2 separate regions of the Sus scrofa genome follow, and region 2 is linked to region 1. A link is a contact called in public Hi-C data. All regions are on one chromosome and are shown on one strand. Each heading gives the region's core, a stretch centred on a gene start, on an enhancer-like site or on the middle of the called end of the contact. The rest is flanking DNA. Distances are from core to core; before and after follow the strand shown.

Region 1 (3,014 bases), core at 258-2,757:
TTAGTAATTTTGAAAGGAGGTCACATGAGAGTAGACAACAGGAAAGCCCCAAGTGACAGGATATTACTTTAATGTACCACCAAAAAGAAAAGGGGGAAAAAAGGGAAAAAAAGAACAAAAAGATCATCCATACCGGAGCTCGCTCCGAAACTACTACTGACAATTTCATTTCAGCTGCACAGGCAAATGTTTCCAAAGGGGTGACTCCGAATATGTACACGATTTTTAATCCTCTAGATGGTTGGTCTCCAGTACTCACCCACCATCTTCTCCACACCCCCCTCCTGCCACCCCTAACAGACACACCGAAAAGAAAAGGAAAGGGGGGAAAAAAAAAAAGGAAGCCGAAGAAAGAGACCCCCGAGAGAAGACGAGGGAGCGCGGGGGGTAGCAAGGGCGGCTGCGTCGCTAAAACGAGCGCACAAATGCGGGAGGTGGGCGGCGGGAGAGGACAGCTTTGCACCCGGGAGGACACTTTGCAACTACGGACGGACTCCCGCAAGGCCCGGCTTTTTCAAAGCGGAGGGACGAGGGGGAAGGGGACGGGGGAGCAAAAATGACAACCCGGAGCGCAGCGCGGAGTTTGGGGCTCTGCTCAAGTGCTGTCGCTTTCTCCTCCAGCCCTTCTCTTTCGCTTCTCTCCCTCGGCACCCCCTCCTCCAGCCCCCCACTCCCGGGCTAGCTCGAGCTTCCCTTTTTTTTTTTTTCGGAGCTGGAAAAAAAGAAGCCTGCCCGGCGCACTCAACCTGCGGGCCGGAGGGTTGCTCGCGGGGCGGGCTGGGCGCGGGGACAGCGGCCGGCGCGGCGTCCTACCTGGTGAAGTTCGTCCTCCCCGTGGGTGGACCGAGGCCCCGGGCGCCGCCGGGGGTTAGGGGGGGTGGGGACGCCGGCCTCGCCCGCCCGCTCGCTCGCTCTGCCTCGCTCACTCCCCGCCCGCCGCCTCCCTCGCGCGCCCGCTCTGGTCCTCCGACTCCCACTACAGCCTCCTTCCAATATGGCATCCTCCGTGTGCGCATGCCCGGCACTCTTTTTTAAGATTATTATTTGGTGTGTGTGCAGCGAACTCCTTCAACGACCTTTTCCAAGCGCTTGCAGAACGTCTTAAGCCAATTAGCCTGCAGGACGTTCTGCACTCCTTCCTCTGCCCCCGCTGTGACGCCCCCGCTCCCGGGCACAACCTCCCCCCCTGCGCGCGCGCGCGCGCGCGCGTACACACACACACACACACACACACACACACACACACACACACGCTTCACGCTTCACGCTCCCAATGCCTCCCTCCCCGCCCCGCTCCCTTCCCTCCTTTCCTTTAGCTCCCTCCGTACACGAAATGCAGAAAGTTCCCATCACAGGGGTTTCCGCAAACGCCTCTGCAGGGAAATCTGGGCAAACTCTGCATCTCACTGGACACTTTCTGTTTCATCGGTTTTGCAATCTCTCTGGGGGCGAAATCCACAAACTTGCGCTTTATCCGCCGACGGAAGGTTGCGAGCGAAGAGAAATTCAATCCTCTCCGCAACCCCTGTCCCGCCCCACTGCGCCCCACCCAGCACTTAAATTGCGCCTTTTCTATGCAGATTCAAACATTTCCTGGCCCTCAGGGAGGGCGGGAGGGGGCCGAGGAAAGATTTTCCAGGGAAACCACCGCAGGGGAGTAACTGCTCGGGCGAGGTATCTGCGGGACGCAGCTAACAAGGGTCGCCACGGCGTCTCCCGGGCTATGTCCAGGCCTAGGCGACCAAAGAGGGCACCGGGCTTGGGCCAGCTATTTGTAAGGCGGGAAAAGATTCCCGCCCGAGAAAAACGTGGCCTTCGGCGACGGTGGGGGGAAATGGGGGGCCGCGCAGATCCCTACGGGGCAGGGTTTCCGGGTGGCGGGTCCCCGGGCCCTATTCCGGGGACAGGGGAGGGAGGCGGACAAAGCAGAGCTCCTCAGGCCTGAGCTGAGCAGAGACTGAACGGAACGTCCCCAGGGCGGAAATACTGGCGACGTCCGAGGGGCCAGACCGAGAACTTCCTTAGGTGGGCTGTACTTAGTAGAGAGGAGATGCTGCGAGGGGCTAGAATTTATTTCCGTGGGAAATGGAGATAGGACACCTTTTGTCAGGGTTTTTGCCTTATGGCCACAAGAGGTAAAATCCCCCGGAGTCTCCCAGTTCTGTGTCCATCTTCTTCCTACAACCCCCTCTCGCTGCGCCCCTAACCCCGGCCCAGGGGTCAGGAGGACTGAGAGGTCCCCAAGGCTGCGGCGAGTTCGCAGCTCCGCCCACCCTCCCAAGCCCGGCCACTCCCGCGCGTCCTCAAAGACAGAGGAGCCGGGCACATGAGGTCCCCGGAGGAAAGGTGAATGCTCCGTAAGGCTGGGGACTGGGCAGGGGATCCGGGGATGGAGAGTGGAGGTCAGAGTCCGAGCGCGCACAGGACGGACAGGGGTCCAGCATAGGCGGGTCCTCTCCCCGACGGTGGGGGCAGAGTTGGTCTAGAAGAACCGCCAAAGGGATGTGCCCAGAAACTGCTCGATCCAAGCCGCACGGTCGCGAGCGGCGTTCCACGGAAACGTGGGCGGAGGTCGGAGATCCTGGGGGGGCTCCGGCGGCAGGGAGACCCTGCTCACTTGCCGTCTGCGCAAAAGGTATTTCCTTACATCTTGGAGAGCTCTCTGCGAGGTATAAAACGCCTTCGTCCTCTCACATCTCCATCTGAGGTGCCGCCTGAGACTCTGAGAGGGCAAGCGACTCACACGGTTCAAACTCCAGCCCCAGTCTGCATCCCGTCCAGCTTCCTGGTCCCCTCCTCTTTGGGGACATCCGACCTGTTTCACCCGAAGGTCACTGAAGACGGAGAGTTCCCAAACCAACCGCACCCCGTCCCTGCACATTAACCCTGTCGCCTGCACCCCAAAACTGCCTCGCTCTGTCCCCTGAGAAGGCTCCAGATGGATTCCAGATGGACTCACCGCGGCTCCAAGGAATCCGGAATGGGGACGGCCAGACAGTCTCCTTGGCTCTAGC
Region 2 (2,815 bases), core at 4-2,503, 140 kb before region 1:
GTAAAACAAGAAAGGCGTTGCGGGCGTGGTTGAACCCGGGCAGGGAAATTCCTCCTCATGTGGGTGTCACTTGTATTTCCTGTGAACAAGGAAGGCAATGACGATGCAAAACCCGGAACCAGTCGGAATTAACGGAAACTGCAAAATGCCTGATAATCATCATTCGACTGGTTTAAGCATATGTCAAACACAGTCACGAGGGATTTCTAAAGTATATTTTAAACCAAGCCTCCCCTCAATGTCCCTTCCACACGTCATCATAAATTCTACACCTGCAAATTTACTAAAGAAGGGGAATTTTGTTACTAAATCCCCCAGTTGCAGGGAGCCGGCAGAAATTCCGCAAGGAATGAACTCAAGAAACTGCTTGCGTCCTACCTTCACGTGCGCTTGCAAGTACAAGACAGTACACGGCTCGTTAAGGAAGCTCAATCTGCCCCGCTTTTTAAAAGATGAGGTGGGGGTTAGCCAAGAAGGCAGCTGTCTTCCTCTGGCCTGGGGACTGACCCTTGCCCCTCCCCTCGCCTGCCAAGCTTCCCCTCCCCCGCTTCCTCCTGACACAGCCCCATCCTTCTAGAAAGACTGACAGATGCTCCTTACTTTCCCACGAGGAGACAGAATGTCTCAGAGTCTGAGCTGCCATGGTCTTTGGAGCTGGTTTTGACAACGTTCCGCACATCCTGCCACATCCCCTCCCCCCAGCCAGAGGATTCTGGAAGGGACCAGACCAACTTTCTTCTGACCACTTACAAACAAAACAAAACGGGTCTCAGGCAGGGTACTGCAAGTTCCTTTGCAAGTAATAGAATCCTCTACTTCGAGTCATTTCCCTGGGACCGTTTTGGATGAAATCCTTGCACTAATATGGAAGAACAGAAGACTTCACCGAAAGGCAGCACACACCGGGGAGAACTCCCCTCACTATATGAAGGGTGCCCAACCAGGAAGGAGAACCAGATCCGGACCCAGCTCTACCAGGCCTTGGATGAACCAAGGTTAAGTACATTACATCTTCTGCACCTGATTTTCCCGATCTACTAATTCACAAAATACAGATCTGTTGCCTCGCGTGAGTCAGAGCCACTGCTACTGATGACTGCTGCTACTTAGGATTATTTCCTCGCCTCTGTGGTTAATTCACTCCTCGATCTCCCAGGAGAAAAGCGTGACGGCGGATGAAGGGAGGTTATGCAACAGCTCTTGACTGATCAGCTGGACACCAACCGAATCCCCCAACAGAAGGACTGCGTTTGTTTAGGGCTTTGGCCGAGCACTTTGCTGACGTCAGGATCTCCTGCCACTCCCTGTCTCTTCCCTGGACCTTTGTGACTTAGTTTGTGAGCAAAGGAAAATCCTATCAAGATCATGAAGAGAAGGGAGAAACAGAAAAACAAAACAACCAACCTATTGCGATGAAGAGCAAACCAGTGTCTGAAATAACATCACGTTGAGGTATTCTGAATGGTCCACATCGGTTCAGATGGGACTTGCCCGCTCAGAGGTTACCTCTGCTCCTCCTACAGAGAGACATTCTGTTGGGTTTTCTATCACCTTCATAATCATTACCTTCCAATGGACTTCCGCCCACTCCATAAACGCCATGCTCACGGCTTTCTATACCCAACCTCCAAGACTCTACAGGGAGCCATTTTTAATCTGATAATTTCAGGATGTAAACAAGTCTTACTGGGTACCTAAGCACCGCGTAATTACTCTGCGTCTAGAATGTTCTCCTTTCCTTGCACATTTGAACAGCCTTAACTTCTCCTCCTCCTCCTCCTGCTCTTAGGGACCTTTTATTCACTTCATCACTTAAAATTCTTCTCCTTCTGGCTGATAATGAGCTTGCTTTGTGAGGCAGTTTTGTGACAGCTCAGAAAATAACTGCTACATAAAAACAAATTGCTGTGGCTCGTATAATAGAGACAACAGGGGTCAATTATACTCATTAATCAACAAAGACAGAACAAGAAGTACTAAGGCTTAACTGTAGCCAGGAAAGCGCATTTTAAACCCAGGAGGGAGGGAAGTAGCAGAAGGGAAAAGAAAATAAAAGGAAATCAAAACCCCTCTGGCTATTAAAATTTGCAACAAGCTGCCATCTGAGACTGTTGAACCTCCACCACTAGAGTTATTTAAGCCTTAATTAGTGTTTATTCTGCATGAAGTTCCAACTGTTACAGGTCCAAAAGGAAACAGGTCGATGACCCATTTCCTATGATACAAATTAATTGACATAAAACAGCTCCCCTTGCAAACACTGCTATTGGCACTGCAAGTGGACAATTCTTCTGCAAAACAATTTGGCAGTAAAAATGTCCATGAACTTTGACACAACAGTTTCACTTCTGGGAATGCATCCCATAATAGCAGCCTTAAAAACTGATAACATTTGATACACTAAGATTCAAGGCCATTATTATTGATAACTCTGGGGATAACAAAAAAACTACATCCCAGAATAAGGAACAACATGAAACTTATGAGTCCATGGAAAGTTATGGAGGCATGAAACTGCACCTAATTCACTTAAAAAAAAAAAAATCAAGGAAAAAATGATTGCTTTAAGTCTGCTATAAGCATATACAGAACTATCTATTTTACATTAAAATATGCAAAGTAAAAGACCAGGGGAAATTCAAGAAAAACTTACTAAAAAATACCAAAATAATTATCTGGGTGGTGGGACTCCTGGATACTTTTTTCTTCTACCTCTTTGTATTTTTCAGGTTTTCATTAATACCTGTGAATTATGTCAATAATAAAATTTTTTTGAAAGCATAGCTTCTTTGTTCTGTTTTAAAAGGCACTGGTC

What was found. Hi-C and Micro-C count contacts between places; a contact is called where the count stands out from the background.
Region 2: a contact with region 1 is called in a Hi-C map of liver, with 5 times the contacts expected there. The contact joins the enhancer-like site here to the promoter of SFMBT2 in region 1. A contact is called at or near these places in 1 of 5 promoter capture datasets (fetal skeletal muscle), 6 of 47 Hi-C or Micro-C datasets (embryonic fibroblasts, liver and skeletal muscle) and 1 of 2 datasets of contacts at active chromatin or transcription factors (skeletal muscle).

What each region holds. Positions count from the first base shown.
Region 1 is chr10:63,875,526-63,878,539 of Sscrofa11.1, reverse strand. SFMBT2 (scm-like with four MBT domains protein 2) reads right to left here and starts at 1,507. Exons shown (of 21, transcript XM_021065007.1): 1 at 1,329-1,507.
Region 2 is chr10:64,013,294-64,016,108 of Sscrofa11.1, reverse strand. All of the region lies in intron 9 of SFMBT2 (scm-like with four MBT domains protein 2), which reads right to left. Among named protein-coding and RNA genes, the nearest start is that of SFMBT2, 140 kb to the right of the region's middle. Within about 2 kb of position 1,253, at least 8 of the 83 cell types and tissues checked have an H3K27ac peak or open chromatin away from gene starts, as enhancers often do. A contact at or near this core is called in liver, where this site is marked.